Regions from separate parts of the Danio rerio genome. Here region 1 is linked to region 2. A link is a contact called in public Micro-C data. All regions are on one chromosome and are shown on one strand. Each heading gives the region's core, a stretch centred on a gene start, on an enhancer-like site or on the middle of the called end of the contact. The rest is flanking DNA. Distances are from core to core; before and after follow the strand shown. Region 1 overlaps LOC141378555. Region 2 overlaps ank3a (ankyrin 3a).

Region 1 (5,210 bases), core at 1,556-4,055, 38 kb after region 2:
TGTGTGGTTGGACAAGCATGCAGCAGGTCCTTCCAGAAAAGGAAGACTCCTCCAGTACGGTGCCAAGAGATCAGCTTACTAACAGAGAGAGAGAGAGAGAGAGAGAGAGAGGGAGAGAGAGAAAGAGAAACGGGCAAAAGACATTGGAAACATTTGTGTAGTTAAAAACATGAACTGATTTATTTTTACTTTGTTTTATTTAATAGGGTCAGTTTGTGGCTGTTTTAACATTTAGGTTTGGTTAAACTTTATTAAAAGGGTGGTCCAGAATGTAATTTTAAGGTTTGGTTGTGTTTATAAAATGCTAAGCGAAGAGATGTGTGCTCATGTTTCACTTAAAGGAAAGGAAATCACGTTATTTTTTCATATATCTCACTTTGATTATACACAGCTACTCAGCTAACATGAAAACGACTGATATATTTCCTAGTTCCTCTGAAAGGCCCGCCCTCAAGTGACTCTGATTGGTCATAGTCATAATGTGCTGCGATTCGCGGATCGGCTCCACATCACCCCCGTACAAGCACGCGCTTTTCTGCTGTGTAAACAGTCAGTCAACCTCCTGCATGCTCTCTAAAATAAAATCTGACATGTGTCTGTAACGAGTGAAAATGGGGTGCGGCTCCTTTAAGAGGAATCGTCTTTGTGTGTGTATCTATGTGTGTGTGTGAATGTGTGAACTTTCTGTAACTAGCGCATGTGCGTCGGACTTTCTTTTTCTTTTTCTCTGATGCTCCGATTAACTTATTTTCTGTAATATATTGTGACAGAAGAATAAAGCACAAGATGTGGGATGCGACTTGTGTGAGCCTTGATTTATTTTTCTGCTGCTATCACGAGTTAGGTGAGCTATCCTGTATTTTTTTAAACTCGACGATTTACACGATGTCTTTCACAAATATCCAGAATATGCAGGTGTAAGTAAGATGAATTATCCACATATCTTATATATCACATATCATCCACAACTTCATTATCTGAGATGTAAAACGCATGAAAAATCTGCCTAAAGAGAAACAATGCAAAGTCGCGCACACACATAGAGCGAAACGAATGCGCTGGTGAAGTGTATGTGTGGGTGTTTACAGCAGTTTGACTGATAAATATGAATTTGTAGCTCAATCGTTTGCCCGCAAAGCAGCATCAACTAAAGTTTAAAATATGAAATTGTAGTGGACCACCCCTTTAATATTTGCACTATTATATGGTCACCAAAGCTGCATTTATTTCATTTAAAAACATAATATTTGTTTTCTCCTTAATATATTTGACAAGGTTATTTATTCCTGCCATGGCAAAGGTGATTTATTGGTAGACATTAATCCAGTGGTCCTTCAATATAATCCTTATAAGTAAGTAATCTAATATAAGTATGCTTAATTTGTGACATACCAGTAAACCCTCTTGATTCTCCTGTATTATACAATTCTATCCCGCTATCATACCGTAAAGATATTTTCCCGTATTTCTGCCGTTTTTTGTTTTTTTTTTCAATCTTTTTATGAAGGGTGGCAATAAACATTAAAGAGCCGATCCTCCCTATACAAGACATATACTGCCGAACCACCAGGGGACGCCCATTGAACTTAATTTTGAATCTATTTTGCTCTTTCATTTTATTTAGGCATAAAAACATTTCAAAATATATAGAAAATGCCAGGATTCCCTTCCTTTCCATTACAGGCATTGTTGTCCCTTCTATGCAATCTTCAAAACAAGGCTGTCAGACGATGCACACGTCTACACACAGATCTTCACACTAAGAAAAAGCTAAAGTAATAACATCTAAACAAGTCGATCTTGGTGGGTTTTCTTTAAAACACAACAATTTTTGTTTTAAATGAGCATAAACAGTTTTGAGCATAAAGCAATCGAATGCTTTCATTATGGATCTATGCATTTTTTAAGTGACACCTCTGTTATTTAATGTGATCTAATGAAAAATTTAAATGAGATTCATTCACTGCTCTATAATTAGAATGTTTAAGTTTTACAGTTAAGAAAAGGTTATTGAGATTTGACAACTTAATTCAATTTCTTTATAATAGCTATTAATTGTGATGAGCAAACCTGTTTGTTAATTTATTTGTAGCTTTTTTAATGTATACTATTTATTCTATCCTTTGTAAATAATAATAATAATTAAAAAACATATTACAGATCGTTTCAACTGTTTATTTACAATGAAAGTATTTACACATCCCAATGTTGACAGGTAAGATTTTGTGGCCAAATAAAAAAAAAAATTATACATAAATTTTATATTTTTAGGGATGTATAGTATATCTGTTTTAGGGATGTACTGATACTGGTATCAGACTGGTATCAATCTGTGATATTTTGTAAAAGGCAAATTATCTGTGCTATTATGGTCATATTTCAGTTTGTTTGTATTTCAATTTGGAGCTTGATTCCATTCATTCATCTTTATTGAAAAAAGAAGCAATGAGAACATTCTGCCAAATATTTTCTATTGTGCTCCACAGATACAATGCAAGGAAGCACAAAATTCAGGGGGACGGATTGTCATTCTCATTAATAGATGTGAATGCATTGGGTGGTTACATCCCAAGATTTATTTCTTAGAAAATCAAGTAATGCCATTGGATGGCATGACTTTCTCAAGAGGTTTGTGATATAACGCTCTTCGGCATGCAGACATGGCGGCCCCACAGCCAGCTCTCTTTCTCCTCCTCTCCATTTGGATAACAGAATCATCACCACAGAGCGATGAATACAGGGAAAGAGAAGAGAAAGGCAGCGGGAGGAGGGAATCTGGAGGAGAGCGAGTGTGAAAAAGAGGGGGATGAAGAGAGAGACAGTAATCTGGTCACAGACTGTTGGGCTTGGCCAAGCAAAAGCTTCTAGCACTATACAGTACATCACTGACAACACACACACAGACGCTCCACCTACAGTTTCACACACACATCAATGATTGCCACCACCGGCAAAAAAACCCTCCAAAAAAAACAGCACAAGCTCGGTTTTTCAGTAAGCTGCTGAGCGTTAGTCAGTGATTCTGTGTGGCACTGTGACTGACTTACACCTCTCTCATGAATTATTCATAATCTGTGTCTCTTTGTATATGTGTGTGTGTGTGTGTGTGTGTGTGTGTGTGTGTGTGTGTGTGTGTGTGTGAGTGTGAGTGTGTGTGTGTGAGGAACAGCTTATGGCTGGGACGTGAGGGACTACCTCTAGTCGGCGGTGATCGATTCTGCTTTCCGACGCGCACATACACAAAAAACTGAGCACCCACAAATCCAGTGCCTCTTTGTTCTGCCCTCTGGTGGTTAGCCTCATAAATAAAGTGTTCTTTGAGACTGACCTGTACAACAGTTTGGCCAACTTATTGCTGCGAGTATGGGAGGAACTTGATTCAGGCTCAGAGACGGTCATTGTGTGTCGAAACAGAAGCACTGATGTGCAGCTTTGAAGTGAAGGGTCTCAGACGTTAAGCAGTTTTACAGGCTTCATACCCAGACATCCCGTATGTGGATTGTAACTGTAAAATATAAACAAAGACATTATAAAAGATCATCTCGTTTTGTTTTTAAAATCACAAACTGACAACAAGATATGGAAAACATCAGATCAGGTTATAGATAGTTAAAGGAAGATATTTTGAAGAATGTAGGAAATGTTAAATGTTGTAGCCATTAAGTTCCATAGTAATTTTTCCAGCTGTGAAAGTCAATGAATATCGGTTTCTAACATTCTTCAAAATATCTTCTTTTGTGTTCAACAGAAGAGTGAGAAAATGGCAACACACATTATAAGGGTCAGACTTTAGGTTTTAGTTCTAGGTTTTCATTTGCCTGACTTTATGTTTAAAGACCAAAAATTATTCATGTTTGTTTGACAGGAATTTTGCAAGACTGAAGTTTGACTTTGCAAAGCTTGTATGACCAGTAGAATGGGCAATCCCTGACATTTCTCCAAGACGTTTCTCCTTGACTAAAATTGGGAAGAATGTGACAGACAATATACGACCGTCGTGCGCAGAAGTAATTATTTGCACTTCAGGTGTCCCTGCTGTTTTTGAATGAACCTGCCACTAATTACAGGGTGTATCTCTCAAACGGCTTGACTGTATAATTCACGATCACGTGAGTTGATTTTTTCTTTTGTTGACACGCGTGGTGAAGCAACATTCTGACAGCCAATAAATACCCCAACTAAATGGAAGTCTATCAAAACCGGTTCCAAGATTAATGATTTAAAAATCATTTTACTATGATAGCTTTAAAATGAGTCTGGAATTAAAAAAAATTATTACACAAGCAATTCAGCTCGTTGGTATTCAAATGATCCACAGCAAAACTGACTTCACATCTATTGTTTTACACAACGATAATCAAGATGTATATATTTGTGTAACTTACATTTGAGAATACTCACAGTTAATTTCTCAGTTTTTGCTCAGCCAGCGAAAACTTTCATTAGCTGCAACTCCAACAAAATGGTAGCGTGGTTAAATGAATATGTTGAATTATTCAGACAGTCATTTGTCGCCACCTATAGGTGCATCCCTGTAACCAATGCAAACGCTAGATGGCACTTGTTACACTGATTTATACATTTTCAGCTCAGCTAAAGAAAATATTTTACTAGATGCATCTCCTTGCAACACAGCTGTGTATAGTTCCTGAAAGAATCAGTTGAGTAAATCATTCAAAGACTTATTTAAATAAGCCTAAATGATTCATGCATTTACATTTACTTATTTGAACAAATCATTTGAATTAGCTATGACACAACCATAAAAAAAAAAAAAAAAAATTCCTGAATGAGACATTATGCATTTCAATACTATCCAACCTTAATAGTTTTCTGAAAAAAATTAAGGCGTCCCAAATCAGTGTGTTTAATAATTCAGTAAAGTTTACTTTTTTGAGGGTGACGCAGTAGGTAGTGCTGTCGCCTCACAGCAAAAAGGTTGCTGGTTCGAGCCTCGGCTGGGTCAGTTGGCATTTCTGTGTGGAGTTTGCATGTTCTCTCCACAATCGCGTGGGTTTCCTCCGGGTGATCCCGTTTCCCCCACAAGTCCAAAGACATGCAGTATAGGTGAATTGGGTATGAGTGTGAATGAGTGTGAATCGATGTTTCCCAGTGATGGGTTGTGACTGGAAGGGCATCCGCTGTATAAAAACATGCTGATAAGTTGGCGAGTCATTTCGCTGTGGTGACACCAGATTAATAAAGGGACT
Region 2 (5,042 bases), core at 407-2,906:
CAATTTAAATCTCACAGGAGAGCTAAGAATTTTTGCCTTCAACTGTACAAATTCTCATTTTTTTAAATGCCATTTTTTATTGCCATTTCCATGATTCTGTTTCTAAATGCAAATTCTCCTCCTCTTTAAAAGAGGTTGGTCTGCTTAACACTTTTGTGGAAACTGAAACATTTTCCGGATCTTTTAATAAATACAATGTTTATAAGAATAACATTTATTTGAATTTATTTTTAACAATATAAATGTCTTTATAATCAATCTTTTTAATAGAAAAATATTATAAAATGTGTAGTTTTTCACATTTACTACATTTTGTCACAGGTCATGACACTCTAGAATTAGAACAGCACAAAAAAGTCACCAGGCAGCAGCCAGCAATTTGCCAAAGCTAAATTTACTTGCCAAAGTGTTAATTGTAAACCCTGGCTCAGGGTCAATGTCGACAGGACATCCGGGAGCATTATCCTGGACCCTGTGTTGTCTGCTTGGCATTTATGAAACATTTCTGTCCTTCACAGAACACTTAGAGCAAAGATGGCCTTCTTATAACATTTTGTCCTGGCTGCTGTGACTGAGGACTACTGTATATTGAAGATCTGCAAAAAGCTAATCATTTCAAATCATGAAAATTCTAAAAATCCCAAAAAACATTTTTAAAATGACATCTGTACATGGAGTACAGAACATATTGCTTATATGTTGCACAACACAATGAATGCATATATGCATGCAAATCAATTCCCCGTGTCTTTGCGCATACTGCAATATTCACAGATGCTCCATATAAGCATTGTGTTCAGTGATTCTCTACTGCCCTCTGGTGGTTTGAAAGAGAAGCTGAAGCCATATATATAAAAAACAATAAAGAGACATGCTCTTAACTGAACATAAGAAAGAAATTTCTCTTAACAGAGGGTCACTTTAGGAATCTAAAACAATCAGTTTTTATAAGCCACTTTTGAATGTATTTAGTATATACAAACAAACAGATGTTGCTCATTACACTTTGGTCCTCCTACTAGGAAACAACACACTTTGAAAATTATTAGGCAAATTTGACATATTTTAGAGCTGTATTTAAGAGTCTACAACTGATTATAATGTATTTGTGGGGGCGTGTCTCTGTATCTCACCAGCCAATTACATTGAATGAAAAAATCTTTACTTAAAATAATCATTCGACACCTGCAATAATGCCCTTAGAGATCACGTTATGTCAAAGGTGAATGGAGAACTGCTGTTAATGTAGATTTACTGTCATTTCACGTGGCTGAAAGGATCTGTTTAACGGTTTCAACCTGACCTACATTTTCAACCAATAAAAATCCTGAACACGATGGCCACTTCAAAACCAAGACAATTTCTAAAATCTGGTTCTGTGTTTCAGTAATGAGGTGGTTAAGGCCTTGCTACAGGTTCTACATTTTTTATTAAAAAAAACACGCTTATATTCTCCCCTCTCACTTTTTCTTTAGATTTGATCTGTTTCTCTATAATGAATCCAGGTCACACCCGATTGCTTCGTCTTCTCTCTGGAGAAATGACAAGTGACATTAACTCTCTGGCTCTGTATGTTAGCCTAGTTAGCCTACTTTGCGCGCGCACGCACACACACACACAAAGAGAGAGAGAGAGATTGATGTTTTAAATAGAGTGCATTAACTTATTTCACCACAAGGGTGCAGTGAGTAACACTGTTACATGCTAAAATCACAACACCCTCACACCCTACAATTAAAATGATCAGATTTTGAATAAAAAATCGTTTCTATTATTCATAAATGACAGTAAGAGCATGTAAAACCACAAAATAAAGATGCAGAGGGTTGAGTGTGTAATTGGCACCATGTCCGTAGCATCCGTCTTTCAGTTCAAGTTAGCTGATCCCCGAAAAACACTAATGCAACATAAAAAGGAACAGATCGATCGCAAAGTGGACCCTGTAATTCTTGCAAATGGCTGGTTTTCAGTGTCACAGTAGCAAACGACAATGATGCCACCTAAGTGCATCACTTTCAAATGCTAATGGTGCTTTTTGCTAACTTTCAGGTCAAAGTGGCAATATGGATTACTGCAATGTTCAGGACAATTATATCGACAATATAAATATCCCATTTTATATTCTGTCATTATTCACTCACCTTTGACCTGTTCCATAACAGTTTCTTTTTGTTCTGTTGAACACAAAAGGAGATGCACTGAAAAATGTTGAAAACCTGTAACCATTGACATCCATAGCATTTGCTCTTCCTGGAAGTCAATAGTTATACTTTCCAACACTTTTTAATGCATCTCCCATTGTGTTCAACAGAACAAACAAATCAAACTGTTATGGATCAGGTTTATCAGGTTAACAGAATTATTATTATTGTGTGAACTATCACTTTAAACACAGCAAAATTGAGAAATATTTCTACAATTTAAAATAACTGTATTAGTTTAATGTAACCTACATATTTATATAGTCCTTGTGGTGGAAAAGCTGAATTCTATGCAGTGTCAACATTTGAATACCAATGTGTTCAATTAGCACCCATAAAAAATGTTTTGCTATTTTTCATTATATTGGTCATAACAGTAGCATCCTTACTGAATACATGTTAAAACTTATTACATTTTACTTACTGATGTTACATTTTTGATGGTATACATTTATTATAATATGTCATTTTGAGAATATATTTAACACATAGGGTCCTATGAAGCTACGTTTACAAGATGAAATATTTTATAAACAACTTTCGATGAAGAATTGACAACTTCAATAGAAATTCATATAAAACATATCACACTAACAACCACAGCTGCATGGTCATACTCTGATCATACTGACGAACTTTTTTTTGGTGGTGGGAAGGGGGAGGGGGGGGGGGATTGGTGTAAAAGATTTAGGCTCAGTTCGAGCTAGGCTAACTATTTCAATGCATAATAATCTGCATCTGTTGAAAGATAGAGTAAAAGATGACGAAAAAGACAAAAACCTGAGGCACTCGAATGACAAATTTGGCAACTAATACTAATACCTAAAAACACCAGCACAGGCTCATTGGATATTTGTGGCTCAGCCTACATTTTTGTGAAACAACAAAAACATACTTAAAGGTGCTTTATGTAAGTTTGACACTCAGTGGTTGAACTAGGTATTGCACTCCTGGATCAAAACACACGCGAGCACAGGGTGCCAGATTGACATGATTGTACCTGAATATCGAGAATAAGGGCTGATTTGAACTGTTTTCTAACTAAAAGCAATGTCATGCAATAGCGGAAAGTTTTTTTCACACTAAAAAGAGTTTTTGTCCTGACCAAAACCTGAAATTGATATTTTATTTATCTGCTGTAGTATTACCATTGAATATATTTATTTATTTATCTTGAAAATGAAATAAACCGTCTGAAATGTAACTTTAGAACTGTGGCAAATATCAATCATTCAGCATGTACTTATAATAATGTTAAATAGGTTTAATATGTATTAATTTAAGTATAACCCTTACCATTTTGCGAGTGAGTGCATATTCTGTGCTTCAGAACGGCTGTATTTAAATTTCTGTCGTGTTTCGTCTTGTGCAAACAGACAAATTGCTTACCCCTGCAAATCTTGTCATGCAGCGTGTTGTTTGGACACAATGTTACAATGTAGCCTGCTCACCTGATGCTTACATTCGTAATATTTATATAATTTGCTAATTAATAACCTCATGTGGAACTATGAATCTGCATTTCATTTTGGAGTCTGCTACTGTCCACCGGAGACTTTCTAAATGAATGAATGAAATATGCGGTTTTCCACCAAGGCAACCTGGAGAACTGAAATATAATTGGCTAAACTGACATTGGGTGGGTTTAAAGAATCAAAACAAAGACAGCGTTCTGACACAGAAAGCACGTTTTTAACAGAGAATATCTGACTTAAGTACTGTTTTTAAGAAAAACAAGAATGTTCATTTGGCATGTTTCTTAAATATCTGCAAACATATTATGGCATTTTTATGCTTTAGAAGAGTCAAAAACTTACATACAGCACCTTGAATTTCTATGTGATTGCAAAAGACTACAGATATACAAAGACTGTGCATTCTCATTACACTGAATGGGGAAAATTGCTATGCTCAGTTTGGCTGCCAAAGAGGAGGAAGTCGAAATAGGGCAAAATAGCCAATTGTTAATTTTTATAGCCTGGCAATTCACTGGAGGAGGGTTCTGTACAGATTTGTATGGTCGTTACGGCAACTGCGTGACTGTGTTGATTCTAACATATGAAATTAATTAAAATCACAGCCCTTTTTGTGTCCTTCCAGTGTCGGTCTCCTGGTTTTGCTTCTGTTCTTTTAGTGTTTGTAACAGCGTCCCCTGGTTACCATGAAAGCAGCCGTAGAACAGAAAGCAGTTTCGGAACAACTGCGCATATGCAGTTGCGAATGTTGTAAACATAATTAGTGCTTAAGTAATAACAACAATAGAACAGATCGCTTCCGATTTTGTTATTGATTAGAAATATAGGATTTAATTGTGATTTCTGTAAGCATTTCTTCATCCATTCATAAAGATAAGATGTGGTCTTGGATGAAATGGACATAGGTATTGCAAATATGGCTGCCAAGTGAACAGACTTTTATTGAAATTCAATTCAATTCAATTGATCTTTATTTCTATAGCATTTTTACAATTTAGATTGTTTTAAAGCAGCTTCACATAGAAGATTATAGTTCACTGTTGAAGTTCAGTTCAGTTCAGTTCAGTGTGGTTTAATATTCACTGCTGAGAGTTTAAACACCGAAGAGCAAATCTATCGATGCGCAGCTCCACAAGTCCCAAACCATGAAAGCCAGTGGCGTTGTCTAAAAATGAATACACAAAAAGTCTTGTCACCTATCCAAGTTTTGGAAACAACAAATAATAACTTGACTTCTAGTTGATTATTTAGTATCAGAAGTGGCTTATATGAAAGGCAAAAGCCTCTAAATTATGCTTATTTTACCAAAAGACACTGTGCACTTTAGTTTAACAAAAAATAGCAATATTTCAGATTTGCAAAAGGT

What was found. Hi-C and Micro-C count contacts between places; a contact is called where the count stands out from the background.
Region 1: a Micro-C map of caudal fin shows a contact between it and region 2, with 9 times the contacts expected there. The contact joins two enhancer-like sites. A contact is called at or near these places in 2 of 18 Hi-C or Micro-C datasets (caudal fin and embryo).

Annotation. Positions count from the first base shown.
Region 1 is chr17:22,175,331-22,180,540 of GRCz12tu, forward strand. All of the region lies in intron 1 of LOC141378555, which reads left to right. Among named protein-coding and RNA genes, the nearest start is that of ank3a, 3.2 kb to the left of the region's middle. Within about 2 kb of position 2,806, at least 9 of the 62 cell types and tissues checked have an H3K27ac peak or open chromatin away from gene starts, as enhancers often do.
Region 2 is chr17:22,138,400-22,143,441 of GRCz12tu, forward strand. All of the region lies in intron 1 of ank3a (ankyrin 3a), which reads right to left. All of the region lies in intron 1 of LOC141378555, which reads left to right. Among named protein-coding and RNA genes, the nearest start is that of ank3a, 34 kb to the right of the region's middle. Within about 2 kb of position 1,657, at least 14 of the 62 cell types and tissues checked have an H3K27ac peak or open chromatin away from gene starts, as enhancers often do.